2 separate regions of the Gossypium hirsutum genome follow, and region 2 is linked to region 1. The links are chromatin contacts, called in public Hi-C maps. All regions are on one chromosome and are shown on one strand. The core of a region is the stretch at or near the end of the contact, and the rest is flanking DNA. Distances in the headings are between cores, read along the strand shown. Region 1 holds the start of LOC107939031 (WD repeat-containing protein 26 homolog). Region 2 holds the start of LOC107941344 (nuclear transport factor 2).

Region 1 (7,742 bases), core at 3,541-6,040:
AAACTAAGGTTTAGGGCTAGTTTACCATTGAAGTTGAAAGGTGCAATGGAAAAATGCTTTTGAAAAGTTTGATAGTGTTTACCATTTCTATCAAAAAGTGCTTTTAAAAAATAAATGTCCATTTTAGACATGATACTGTAAAGTAAAAGATATGTTGGACTAGTTTAATGAGGATAAGTAATTTCAACCAAAGTACTTTTGCAAAAGCCAAAAACTAACAATTTTGGCTTTTTGGCTTGGGTTAAATTCGGGGGTTGGAAAAGCTACTTGTTTACCATTACTTTTGGTTTGAAATCATGGTTTGGGTTGAAAAGCACTATTCAACCTCAATGGTAAATGAAGCCTTAATGAACTATCAAACTTACCTGATCTTAATTATTCTTGGATCAAACCTATGGCTACCAATGAAAGAAGATATTAATGGACATTCACCAGCTTTGAAAAGACTCACTAGCATTCTTGCTAAGAAATCACATTGAATTCCATCTTTTCCAAACAATTCTCAAGCATCATGATTGGAACCTTCTGTGCAAAATTCTTCCAATCACAAAAGAGATAGTAAAGAGCTCACTACCTCAATTACAGACATCAAATCACTTCTTCTAGTCCATTTCTCTAATGAGTTCATCAATGTTAGATCTTTTTCTTTGGCATCATCCCTATTAAATGTGAGCCTCTAGGAACACATAAATGATAAGCAATCTTCTTCGATAACTTAAGATTGTTCTTTCCACTCTCATTTTCAGATCTTAACAACCTCTTTAACAAATTTTCAAGGCTAGTCAAAACAGGTAAAATGGTAGAGAATACCTCATGACTGCACACAATAAAGAACTTCCCATCCAATAAGTATTCGAACAATAATTTCAGTGAACATGTAAACACTGCAGTTTAAGCCTAACTTATAGCCAAATGCTTAATATTGATTCAAGACATAATATTCCATACAGATAAAGCAGTACTTAAAAGTTGATTTTTAATTTGCATAAAATTAACCCAAGAAAATAAAAAGAGAATGAATTGTGTACAATCTGTTATGTAATAATGCACAATGCACATGGAAATTTGCATCGATAAAAGAAATTGCTATCTTAAAATAAATAACAAAAGATGAATAACCAAAAAAAGAAATCTGATAAGCAGAACAGAGTCTAACCTGCAATGCTTGAGAAGGAATTTGATCTCTCCCACACTGATGATCAGAATATAGTGACATTTCCTTATCCAGAGAGTTGTGAAACATGCAAGCATCGCGTTGCAAGACGAGGGCCTGTTCAACTAAATGCTCCAACCTTCCTTCAGGGACCATAACTGTAGCTGGAAGCAGCTTCTGTAATTCTTCCAATAATTTGCTCCGAGATCTTGCCCTCACTGTATCTTGTTTCGGAGACCGAGTGGGAGAACAGTAAGATGGTGACACAATGTATGAAGAAAGCTCACGTACTCTACTATCATTGACACCAAGAGGTGCAATCTCAGTCCTCAATGTGTTCAGAGCATCCATTGCTTTTTCTTCATCCAAAAGTTCAAAGAACTTCTGTTCCAATATCAGAAAAGAGGCAGATTTTACTGTCCTTTCATCTGTTAGACCAATATTACGCAATGTGACAACACTTTCATCCCAATTTCCCTCGAGAATTTGCCGCATAAAGACATTGACCACAGAAGAATGTAATGGTATCCCTGACTCTTCCTCTAGATGAGCACCACTCTTTATATAACCAAGAGAGTATAATGCTTTTGCTATTATTCGGACAAATTCTACCTTATTTATTACTCCTTTTGAACCAACAACTTCTTCGCCCCCTTCAGACTGTAGGGGCCGAGCCATCAGGTCACACGAAGACCCAGCTACAGGCTCTTTAATAGTTGAACCGTTTGAAAGACGTCTCAATTCTTCAGAGGATAGTTTCATACGTTTTGAGGCTGGTTCATCATCCTCTACACCTCCCATGAAATGTGCACCTCAGCCCATATATTAAGTGGTACAGAAATGCCAATATGGATAAGTAAATGCCTCTATGAATCACTAGGAGCAAGCCCCTGCATAAAATGGTCAAAAAGGGGATGTAGTAGGCTCTTAAAGTTGGCCATAAGAAAGAGATAGAAGTACAGAAAAATTCAAGGATTATCAATGTGAGAGAAAAAGAATTCAAAATTATGAGAAGGTTACATCTTATTTCCTGAAAGTAATCGATTTAGTTATCCCTCATAAAAGGTGCATGTACAAACCTTTTTTATTTTTTATATCTAAATATCATTTCTTTCCCACATGAAAGTTCATAAAACCTTGATCCTCTTGATAGTTAAAAATGCCATCATACTACAATGCTTTTGAGTCAATCATCACAATGCAAACACAGAATTTCTACCGCAAAGAGAAAGATTTAGATTCAAAGAACAGGGGTATAAGGGAAAAGGCAGCGAGGCCCCAAAAAAATGAGAGAAAATAATAGAAAAGATTCAGGCCAGAGCCTAAATGGCATCCATAGGGCACTTCGGTTAATCTTAATAACTTTGAAAGAACCTTCATCTGTAGAGACCAGTTATCATATGAGGTTATAGCTAACTCATAATAATAATAAGTTCAATATAAGCTTCTTTCACAAAGAAAAATAGTCATAGGAACTTAAGTTTCTAGCTAGGAGAAAAAACAAAAATCTATTTTGATTAAGGCATCATCCCCCTAATATTGCACAGTTTACATTTCCAGCCATTATTTAAAACGTAACAGTCAAATCCAATCAACATTACGTAAATACCCCAACAACTGACTCGACCCATAGGATGTACATAATTGCAGCTGATCACATCACTTGTGGTTTACCTCCTAAGATATAACACAATGGTAACATAGTTGTCTGTCTAGAATAAAAATATTTACACTGTACAGCAATGGATATCGTATAGCCCACAAAAGGTACAATGGATAAGTCCACTAATTAGTTAGCCTAAGGGATCCAATGTAAATTGTACGATCTCAAAGTTGAAATTACAGCCAAAAATCAAATTCAGGTGAACTTTGCACCTGTAAGGCAAATTACAAAGATCACTGAGCTTCCCTTACCTTCTTCGAACAATTTATTAATTTAATATAACTGAAGATCCTACATATAAATAAGAAAAATAATACATCATTCTAGCTACAAACATGACTTTAGCCCCAATAATTTGCATTGGATGTGGAAAAAAGAAAAGAGGAAGATTCCATTAATTTGACATAACTAAATATGGTATAAATATAAAAAAGAAAACCAATATAAGAACTTAACCTCAACGTATTTGTATCCTAAAGGAAACAAAAGGTACATACAGTACCAATATATCATTCAGAGATTGTTCTTACCATACTATTCTTCCAAATTGCAGAAACATTGCTTCCAAATTAGTCATATTTGAAGCAATTCTACTGCTATTATCATGATTTGCTAACACAATCTGACATCAAACTTTGTTGTTTTTGAAAATTTTCTTTGTGATAAAAAGATTGATGTTTATAATCCTGTGGCCAACTATAAACTAGAAGCAATTGGGAGTTTGGGAGTACCACCTTTGCTACTTTAGTTCACAAAGCTGCACAAGTGCAAATTGTTAACAAATTGTGGCAAAATTGGGAAACTTCAATCATGACTTAGACAATTAGAGTAAAGTTAACATTATATACATCTTTAAATCAATTAGTTGTTATACATTTGCATCAAACTAGAGTCAAAATGAAAAGCGGAACGTAGACATAAGCATAAAGGACTGACAAAGAATAAGGTTTGTTTTGCTAGGATGGTGACGAAAATTGAGCAAAAACAATTCTTAATATCAATGTGCAACCCTGAGAAGATTGCAGATTTCAAAAACCTAGCTGTCAGCTTAAAGGTCTAAAGTCAAATGCTGAGTTGGTTATAACATGTAATTAAGTAATGAAACCTGCATTTATAATTTATTGGAGGAATCAGGCTGCCGCAATATCTATAAATGATGAAGTTCAAGCAATACAAATTACATTAAAAATAAGATGATTATAACAAAAGAAAAAAAAAGGAAGGCCCTTTTCACCAGCAGTAACACGCAGAGCGAAGAAATAAAATGGTTTGAGATCCAAATTTGAGTAAAATCAAGTTCTTAGCAGAAATTATGCAAAACCCACATCAGAAATACAATAAAAAATGTAGTCTCTAAGTACCAAGCAGATAAAACTAATAACATAGAAATATAGTTTAAGAAAAAACAAAAGCTTAGCAGATAAAACTTATAACATAAAAATATAGTTTAAAAAAACAAAAGCTACTAACCAATTAGCTCTAAACCAAACCTTACCCAAGACCAGCAAAAAAAAAAAAAAAGATTGCAAGGTAAATCAGCACAAAATCAGCAGCAAGAAAGAAAAATCTGGAATACCCACAAAGGGATTGTGAACAAACAAGCCGATTCAGATCAGAAAAAATCGGATTGAGAAACCAACTAATCAAGAACCGTGAAAGAACTGGAAAATATAATGATTAGGAACAAAAACGATTACCCTGTTCTTATTTGTCGGCAACCACTTGATTTTATGCAACAAACAGAGGAAATAAATCGAAAGAAAAAAAAAGGTATAAGGGATTCAAATCAGATGAAAAAGTCTAAAGGGGTAACCGCACCCAAGGGCAAGAAAGGTAAGCGTTTGGTACCTTTGCAAAGGGGTAGAGCACGAGATTTTAAGAGCTTTTTTCCCTTGTTTTTTCCTTTGCGTGGAGGAAACCACCTCAAATGGGGGCTATAAAGAGCGTGAGAGGATGGCTTTGTGCCTTTAAGAATTGAGCTATTAGCTTGAGGAAATGGGGCTTTTTGAGCAGTTTCAAATCCAGGCCGTACATGATCACCGAAGCCTTGATGATAGATTGGGCTCGTAGCAAAATCAATGGTCTTATGTGATGATTACTTTGCTATATCTTTTGTATAATGAATGTTTTTATTATTATTTTGGGACGGGTAAAAGTATTAGCATGCTACTAAGAGTCAATTTGTATTTTTTTATATTTATTTAAAAATAAGTAAATTAATCTTTACATGTTAGATTAAAAAGTAAATTAATCATTACTGTTAAAATTTTCATTTATTTCTACTTTTAAAAACTAGCATGGTACGAAATAACCAGATAGTTACACTTGACATGCCTCGTATACCTCATGCTGACATATGGTGACTAGTTTTTAATAGTAGAAATGGATGAAACTTATAATAGAAGGACCAATTGTTTTTTGATTTAATGTACGGGGACGAATTTACCTATTTTTTTTTAGTAGAGGGCAAAACGCAATCTAACTTCTAGTACAAGTGTCACGGGTCGCGGATCAAAGTGTTGGAAAAAATCAATTTGAAAAGGGTTTTCTTGCACAACAGAAAATAAAAATTTTGAAAACCAACCTAGTTTGTGATATTTATAGCAATAAACCTTAGACCGAAAACGTACTTGTGTTTCCAGATAGACGGATCCTTGTCGTTCCTGGCTTTCAACCAAATGGTCTTCTCCACTATTCTTGTACCACGAATTGCCTCGAGTGTGGGTTTGATCAAATTGAATCAAACACATAAACTAGAAATAATTTTTTTTCTTTTTGGGTGAAAACGAAAATTCTCTTCTCAAATAAAAACCGGTAGAATCGTTATTCCGGAAAATATATTTAATTCTTAGAGATTAAAAGTCCCTTTATTTTCGAACAAAATCACAATATTTTAAAATTTTGTAAATAGTCCTATCATTGACATCTATTTATATGGAGAAAAGGTAGGACCATTGTTGAATTAAAGAAGTTTATTTGAAATAGAAAAACACTCTCTACTTAAAGTAGGATTAGGGTTGGCGGCATACCCCTAGAATTCCTACTAAGGTTGCTGCCCCTTCATATTCCATGAGGGGATTTTGGATCACTCTCACATTGGGTCCAATTACGAGTACTTCCCAGACTTTTCGACCTAGTACTTTGTAATCTGATTCAACTTGATTCTATTTTTCTATTTCCCAAAATAAATTTCAATATTTATATTTAAGTAATTTTCATCATAATTTCACCTGACGATTTTACCTTTGATAAAATTTATGAGAAAATATATTTAATATTTTATCATTTAACTTGTTCACTATGACCGTATGATTTATTTTTATTTTTCGGGCTTTAAAATAGCTCAAAAACATAAACTCAATCTTCCAATCATTTTTTAGAATTCTTTGTTAATTTCTAAATGAATTCATTTCTCATTTTCATTTTCATTTCCATTTCTATTTCCATTTTATTTTGAGAAAACCACATTCATTCCTAAATGATTCCATTTTCTCCATTTTCATTTTGGAGAAAACCATAACCATTTCTTGAATGTTTTACATTTCTCTATTTCTATTCATTTTATTCATTTTGATTCAATATGCAATTCATTTATGGTTTTAACAAGCTAGCAGAGGGACCGATTAGACATATGCAATTGAGGTTAAATCATTTATAATTAAGTTCCATCTTTTCGCCTATTAATTATAAACTCATTTAGTCACGAAGTTATTCCACTATAGTATCGTAACTAAGCTCTCCCCAACGACATACTATTACAAAAGCAACTCGATTAGTACTCCTCCAATGACCTTGTCATAAGTGTATTACCCTTATAGGATATCATTAATCTCTTTGGGATAATATTCGGTCTCCCATTATGATGCTATTTTATCTCATAGTAACCATTACATCTTCCTTCATAAAAAGCCAATTACTATCAAATAGTGATCAAGTCATCCATCATAAAGACGAACGACCTCTGGCCACGTTTACTTTTCATCAACCATGTAATGCCAATGAGAGGATATCATTTACCCATGTCTCAAGCTATGAATTTCACTGTTGTGAATGACGCTACATACTGTAGAAGTCGTATAAGCAATGCACCAACTTTCGATTCCTTATCTATTCGAACTCTAGCTTTTACTTACATAAAAGTGTGCAAGTCACACATACATAATCTGTCATCCACTCAAGATTTAGGTATGCCACACTCTGAACGTCACAAGTAAATAAATCCATAAACGGATTCAAGATATATTATTCTTGTGTCCTGTTTGGTGTACTGTTAGTCCAGTCAGTCACATATATGTCTCTATCTTCTGAGAGTAGTCCATTCTGATGCTCAAGACAAATCATCTCTCCAGTTAGACTTGATAGACGACATATTAGTCTTTTAATAGGTTTGTTCATTTTCGATTAGACTAATGACACGTTTAGGTTCATCTACTAATATAAGATGTCTTTTTGTATTACGATCTGACCACGTAATACCGCTTAGTATTAGTTTAAACATTAGACAACCAATGAGCAACATTTTCTTCCATTTTGCTTTGCGTGCAAAACCCATATAAGGACAATCATACAAAGTATATTAATTTAATCTATGAATTTGTTTTATTAACCAATTTGTTTGAAAAACTTACAAGTTTGCAAACAAATATGCTACACTTAGGGCATTAGATCCAATACAAAGTCTATGATGAATGCACACAAACTGTTCCATAGAGGTTATTTGACCAAATGGGGCTCATTTAATCCACTTGAACTAGCTCGATTTGTGGAACACATGGAGAAACCCATCTACTTGAAGCCTTGGTGACCCAGTGGAACACTCCAGTAAAACTAAAGTTACAATGGTTAATATTTGTAATCCTAAGAGATAAAATTGTATAGAGTTTAAACACTTTAGGACTCTCATCTTGTAGATAGGCATTAATCTTG
Region 2 (7,742 bases), core at 1,886-4,385, 280 kb after region 1:
TATTTTAGTTATTTTTAGTGTTTATTTTCTAATGGTTTAATTTATTGCTTGTAATGCGACTATTGTTATGTTGCATATGTTTTTTAATATATAATATTGCGTTCCTAACTATGTGATTTATTTATTAGGAAAAACTAAAGGATAAAAAGGCGGAGTACGAAGCGATTGCTTCTAGTGATAGTTCTGTTTTTCTTGAAGACATTGATAACCGGATTATTACTGAAGTTTTGGGTCCTAAAAGGTATGGTCGGGTTCGATTTCAAGGATCTTTTGTTAGCCCAACCCAATATTTTGGATCCAGCTCCCACCAATACATGGCTTCGGGGAGTCAGGCTCAAGCTGAAGTTCAGAGGTTGAAAGACCAGATGGCTGAGATGCAAGCAACCACAATTGAGGTTCAAAGGAAATATGAAAAACTCCAGCTACAACTTAAAGCAGAGGCGGCAGCGAGGGAAGCAGAGGCCGCAGCGAGGGAAGCAGAGCAGACCAAAAAGTACGACAAACTCCAGCAACAGCTTCAGACTGTGATGAAGATGTTTCAGTCGCAACTTTCGCCTTCATAGTGTATGACATAAATATTTTTATCATTTTAACATTTAACATTTTTGCAAAAATATTATGAATTCACTTTTATTTATTGATATTAATATTATTTTATTCGTTTAATTTGAAATATTATATAAATTTATTGCTTTTGACTGGTGTAAATCTGGTTGCTTTTGATTTGTTACTACAGGAGGGCTGAAAAAATGAAAATTTTAATATAAAAAAATCCCAAAATAGTGGCGTTTTTGTATAAAAACGCCGCTAAAGAACATGTTCTTTAGCGGGGTTTTAAAAAAAACGCCACTATTTTTCATGTTCTTTAGCGGCGTTTTTATCTAAGCGCCGCTAAAGAACATGGTCTTTAGAGGCGTTTTTTTTCTAAGCGCCGCTAAAGGCCTAAAAAACGCCGCTAAAGACCTGTTTTGGTGTAGTGATTATTCCCAATAATAAAATTTTGCTAAATTATAATTATAATTTCTATACTATGTCTTTTATATTTTAATTTGACCTAATTTGATATTCCTTAAAATGCTCACAATGCTAACATAGATTTTTTTTTTGCTAGTAATTTCTTTTCATGTTGAAAAGGTGTTTTAAGGAAAATTCACTGATTACATTTTATTCAAAACTATTAACAATATTATTTTTACTCAAAAAATAGGTAAATGATGGGTGTTGAAACCCACAAAAATAACTTCTACAATTAAAATAACTCTAAATAGTACTAAAGAGTGGTGGTAGGGTCGAGTCCACAGTGATTGGTATTATAATAAACTTTCGCGTTTAACTTGTGATCAGAATTTCTATCGTGTCGATACTCGTGGCAATAGTCGTGCCAACGACTCCAAACGGATCTGCTGGACAATAAACAAATAAATCAGGGGAGTTTTGAAATGTTTAGAAATTAAATAATTGAGACAACATAAATAAAAAATTAAATAAATTGGAAATAAAATTAAATTGGGAAATAAATTTGGATTTTGTAAACAGAGATAATAAGCCTTAGCCCTAAACTCGGTAGATTTAGGATTTTGAATCGATCCTTGAAAATTAATTTTCTCTTCCAAACAATAAGTTGGTTATAGTAGTTAAAAACGTCCTAACCGCCAATTTTTCCTCTCGTAGCTGGTCCCGATATGACCTGCAAACCAACCCTTACTGATTATCTAACCGAGATACGCACGTTCCCGATTCAAGATTCCGGTAGCCTTGCGTTCTGAAGAACCCAACTCGGATTAACGGCCTCAACCGCGCAGGACGTTTAAACCCGATCACTTCTCCATTGATTTGTTCTCGGAGATCCGAATACAGCAAGGCCTACTCGTTTCCCCAACTGTCCGCAAACACGACTCCAACCCAACCCTAAAACCCGATACTTAGGAAAAATAGTTAATACCGATTAGAAGAATTTTTAGTACGGATACGTATCTCACAATTCTTGATCAGAAAGAATACCAGCCTAAAGCTAAGTTAGTATTTAGTGAAGCATGAATTTAATCATACTTTGGTTGACTATGGAATGGATTTGAATGAAAATGGTGGAATTTGGGAAAGAGAGGAACTTGGAAAGCAATTAAACAAATTTTGCAAGAAATAATGAAATGAAAATGGAGTAGCAGTATGCTACATACCATGAAATTGGAAGGAAAAGAATAATTCTTATTTAATTTCAAGCGAAATCAAGTGTATTTTCACGCTACCACAAAAGCGCTATTTATATACATATAATTTACTAAATTTGGTTTAATTAACCACTATACATAATTAAAATTAAATAAAAATAAAATCAGATTTTCTTCTAATTTTAGATTTTACAAAGTCAAAAGAAATATGATGAGTCCTTGACTATTTTTAAGTTTCTAATTCGGCCCCCATTTTATTGATTGTGCTGCAAATTAGTCATTTTCTGCTCATTTTTTGACTTATAACATCCCAATTGCATTCTTGACAGGATTAAAACATAAAACCACTAATTTAGTTGGGACCAATTCAAGAATTAACCAATTTAGGCACAAAAAGCATGCAAAATTAACATATTATCAGTAAACTAATCCCTGTAAGTTAGATCAAGGAGCAAACTGATCATTTTTGTTAAAAATTTCATCCATTTCTGTTAAAAATTTCATACATTTCTATTGTTAAAATTTGACATGATTGACAAAATAATTAGACAGTTACACTTGACATGTTAAGTGTACTTTATGCTGACATATAATGACCAATTTTTAACAGTAAAAATGGATGAAATTTTTAACAAAAAGATCGATTGCTCTTTAATATAATGTATAAGGACTAATTTGCCCATTTTTGTGTAGAAGGGGTAAAATGCAATCAAACTCTTAGTACAAAGGACTCTATAATACTTTTATCCTATTTAGACTGAATAATGACGTTATAGAAATAGAGGATAATTGCCAAATTAAGTATAGATATTAAATTTCAAATTTAAATATAGCAGAGGGACTAAAACTAGAATTTAACCAATAAAAAACACCTAACGTAGAAAACCTAATTACTCATTACGAGATAATTAATTTTAAATTAATTAAAAATAAAAACCTAATCAGAAAACCACGCAAACCGTATAGATAGAACCTGACGTAAAATACCTTTCACAGTTCATAGGTAGCTTTCACTTCTCGCTTCAGCCCTTCCCTTATTTTTCTTCTCCATTTTTTCCCTTTGTATTTTCTGCCTGCAACTAAAACCCAGAGTGCCACCAAACCTTCAAAAAGACTCTCATAGTTTCTTTAAACCTTCAGCATTTCCTTTTTTCCAGGTACCCTTTTATTCCTTTTTCTCCGATCTTTGTTTTTCCATAAATTTTTTACTTTTCCTATCCTTTCTCTAATATTCAAAGAAAAATATTTTTTTTTCTTTCGGTTTTAGTTGTGATATTTGTTAAAGTTTGCTGGATTTTTTATTCAATACTTATTTCTTTGATCAGTCCTTGTAAAAATTTTATTTATTTTTAATTAAAAACCTGTGTTTTAGTTATGGGGTTTTGATTTTTTTTTTCATTTATACCTTTAATGTTGCCTAAAAATGTTGGTTAACACATTATAAGCTGCTTCTTTCCCTCAATGGGTATTTATCTTTTTTTTGTTTTTAGGGTTTAGTTCTTTTTTGAGCTATTTGCTGGTTGGATCCAAGGAAAGATCTACTTTTGTTTTATTTTTATTTCTTTTTATAGATGAATCTTGGCTTAATGCTTTTGATTTTAGGGTTTTCGTGAGAATATTAGTACGGTGTTCCTATAGAATGCAGGAAAATAGTGTAAATTAAGACCTTTTAATTGTATTGTTCACTATACTTTAAAGTTTTAAAAACAATTGTTGATGTTTTGCCTTTTTTTTTAGCAATTTTGTAATGGCAATGCCTTTTAATTTGATTTTTTCTCTTCTGTTATTTCAGCATTCATTAATATAGGTTATATAACCTAGATTTTGTAGTTTAAGAGGCAATTTTTTTTTTTTCATTTAAGCTTGAAGATATGTTTATGTTGATGGTTTATTTGTGGTGTTTTCTTCTAGCAGATGGCATTGGAAACAGCAACTCGACCGGCTACTCCGAGTGCCCAAGTTGTTGGAAATGCTTTCGTTGAACAGTATTACCACATTCTTTACAACTCTCCTGAATTGGCTCATAGATTCTATCATGATTCAAGTGTGATTAGCCGCCCGGATTCCAGTGGTGTGATGACATCGGTGACAACCATGCAAGTAAGCTCATTGGATTGTTGTATTGCTTCTCAATGTTTGATGTTTTAGTCGGTTCATCTTTAAACAGTAAACATTGCATCTGTAACATGTTTTAAGTTCTTTGTAACTTGCTCGATTCTTTATACAGTATGCTTTTGCTTCTGTAAATGGTCTTTTCTTAGCTACCGCATTGATAGTAAACCTCGATAAATGAATGTCTGGTAAATTAACAATATCCGTTAATCAATAAAATTAATAATATCGAGTGTATTAATAATAACCTTGTTAATGCATAAGTGGTAAAAGTACTATGGAGGCCTTTGTACTAGGAGTTAGATTGTATTTTGCCCCCTTTACTAAAAAAAAGGGGCAAGTTAGTCCTTGTATCTTAGTTCAAAGAGCAAACTGGTCCTTTCTGTTAAAAATTTCATCCATTTCTACTGTTAGAAACTAGCTTAGCTGATGGAATAATCAGACGGTTACACATGGCGTGCCATCTGTACCTCGTGCTAACATGCAGGGACCAGTTTTTAACACTAGAAATGGACAAAGTTTTTAACAGAAGACCAATTTGCTTAACCTATATGGACTAATTTGTCCATTTTTTGAGTGAAGGGGTAAAATGTAATCTGACTCCTAGTGCAAGGGCCTCCATGGTACTTTTACCTGCATAAGCTAATAATTTATATAATTCTTTAAAAATTACTAATCCCGAAAAGAAAATACATAACGTTATATAATTAACAACTTCTGTTTTTCTCATTTAAGCTCTTTCTCAAAATATGCATCTAAGGTTTGTTTTTTCTTTGTAACTTAAACAAACTGAACATCTTTAAACTCTTGCAATGTAGACACCAAATTCGGTACATTCTTTCATGTGTAACAGATAGTCAACATTATATATCTAGTGTTTTTCTTTTACATGTCATTCATCAATCTTAGTAAAATATAATGATATACACATATAAGTATTGTAAACAAAGGTTCTATATTTATTAAAAAAAATCATTTATCGATAAGTGAATAATTTATCCATTATTGATAATTAAACAACCTCTTTAAAATCATATTTTGTTCTTATTCCAATAGTATTATTTTATAGGGATGATTTTTTGTACGATGTTTATGGATTAAATAATCCCACAGTTGAACATTTGTGCTTGGGTCATTAGCTTTTTGTCAATAATTTGTTGCTGATTGTAAGTTAGAGTTTATGAATTATGTACTGAAAAATGTGTTGATTTTCTGGTTTCATAAGACTCTTCTCTGATTTATGACCTTGCTCATTAACTGGTAAACAAACAATGTGTAATTTTCTTGTGGTATAATTGCTATCAGTATCTTACAGAGCAAAGAAACTCCAATATTATTTTTTTCTTGAGCAGGGTATTAATGAGAAGATTCTTTCCTTCGATTACACAAATCATAAGGCTGAGATTAATACCGCTGATGCTCAGAAATCTTATCAGGAAGGAGTAACTATATTAGTAACTGGGTGTCTAACGGGCAAGGATAACATGAAGAGAAAATTTGCGCAATCCTTTTTCCTTGCTCCCCAAGACAATGGGTACTTTGTTCTAAATGATGTACTTAGGTATGTCGGAGACAGCGAACCCTTAGAGAAGCATAAAGTTAATGGTGTTAATGATGCTCCTAGAGTGCCTCCAACACCTGAACCTGGTAAAGTGACATTGTTTTCTTATTTTATTTTCCTTATGTTTAAATCAATATTTGTTTTCATTATTCGTTTAATTTTGTTCCAGAGCTTACTCAAGTTTTGGAGCCTTCTGCACCGGATCCAGCTACTGCCCTTGTGGAAGAGAATCAAAATGTTGCTGAGAAAGTTTATGAGCCTTCAGACCAGGAAAAACAGTTGGTCGATGAAGACAAGGCGGTTGTGAAACCCCAGTCTAATTCAAACGGTGATGATATTACTGTAGTTGTTGAATCGGCTTCTTCTTCAGCCCAAGAGGATTCTGCAAAGAAATCCTATGCATCAATTGTGAGTTTATAAGTGGATATGTTCCATTTATCGGAATTTGCATCCATTCGTTTGTTTAAGTTTAACAATTATTGTTGCAGGTAAAAGTACCAAAAGGAAGTCCGGGGCCAATAAGAGTCTATTTACCTTCTAATACTACAAAAGTGACACCCAAGAAAACTGAGAAGCAGCCTCCTATTTCTGCAGCACCTGCTACACCGGAAGCTTCTGCACCTTCTAGCGCTGATGCCCCTGAGAATGACAACATTCCGGAGGAAGGTATCTCGAATGTTTGTGTGTATTTTATGTTTACAAAAATAATTTGTTGGAGTATCTCTGGTAATGTGCGAAGTTAAATGATCTTGTAATTCTTTTAGTACGAGTAACTGTTTATCAATTGTATTTAACTTGCAGTTGAAGGCCATTCCATTTACATTAGAAATTTGCCCTTCAATGTGACGGCTACACAGCTCGAGCAAGAGTTTAAGAAATTTGGACCAATCAAGCAAGGGGGTGTCCAAGTTAGGAACAATAAGGTCGGTTGCTTATGCATCGAATGGATATGTTGTATTCTCTTTCACTTACACTCATTTCTTGACATTTCTATATTCTGTTTATTCAGCAACAAGGGTACTGTTTCGGTTTTGTGGAATTTCTGTCTTTGAACTCCATGAATGATGCAATTCAGGTACGGCCTTTGATATAAATTGATAGGATGTTTTGATTTTTTCAATTTCACTGTCTTATGCTTTTTACTGCCCTTTAATATCAACGTTATATGGAACGAGTTTCATATCCTAAATCCCTGGCCCTCACAACATAACTCTTTGGGACTGCAACTTTTCTGCCTTTTGGCACTAAATAGCTTCTCTGTTGGTCACCTACTGATTTGAATTCTGTTTAGGACCTATTGAGCAAGCGGTATACGAATTTGGAGCAAATCAACCTTTTTTTATGTTTTTTCCCCTTTTCTCAAATTTCCTTGTTTTGGCAAAATATATGAGAAAATCGATGCTCAAATAATTGTTCAAAAGTCAGCTGCGTGATAAATATCAGTAACAGATCATTGTTTGGTGCATGTATTTCTTATACACCTAACTTGGTTATTCCCTATTTTCTTTGGTTGAGTCCTATTCATTTCTGAACTAAAATGCAAATGCTTTTGTGTTGTTCGAGTGTTTGCTTCGACATTTGTTCTCTGCCTCTTCCCAACCATCTGCCTTGTTATTTGCATGAATATATGATCTTTGCATTGAAGTTCACATAATTTGCATTTCAATCTATTTGGACCCAAGTACCCTATATCTGGGTTAGGGATGGATTTGGTTAGGAAGTTTCCCTCACAGATTCAGGTAGGGTATGGGTTTTTACCCCCTGGATACCTATACCGTAACTGGATTAGTTTTAATTGGAAAAATATAATTTTGTTTTGTGTTTGAGAAAATTATATCTCATTTTGAAGTTCAAACATAAGAAAGCAACAAATTGGATGCTCATAAAGCCCTACGTCTCAC

What was found. Hi-C and Micro-C count contacts between places; a contact is called where the count stands out from the background.
Region 2: a Hi-C map of leaf shows a contact between it and region 1, with 1.7 times the contacts expected there. The contact joins the promoter of LOC107941344 here to the promoter of LOC107939031 in region 1. A contact is called at or near these places in 2 of 34 Hi-C or Micro-C datasets (both in leaf).

Annotation. Positions count from the first base shown.
Region 1 is chrD09:1,992,436-2,000,177 of Gossypium_hirsutum_v2.1, forward strand. It overlaps LOC107939031 (WD repeat-containing protein 26 homolog), which reads right to left and starts at 4,791. Exons shown (of 6, transcript XM_016872317.2): 1 at 4,514-4,791; 2 at 1,157-2,043. The coding sequence starts at 1,954.
Region 2 is chrD09:2,270,908-2,278,649 of Gossypium_hirsutum_v2.1, forward strand. LOC107941344 (nuclear transport factor 2) reads left to right here and starts at 3,136. Exons shown (of 9, transcript XM_016874899.2): 1 at 3,136-3,325; 2 at 4,083-4,268; 3 at 5,633-5,927; 4 at 6,011-6,249; 5 at 6,330-6,507; 6 at 6,643-6,764; 7 at 6,851-6,916. The coding sequence starts at 4,083.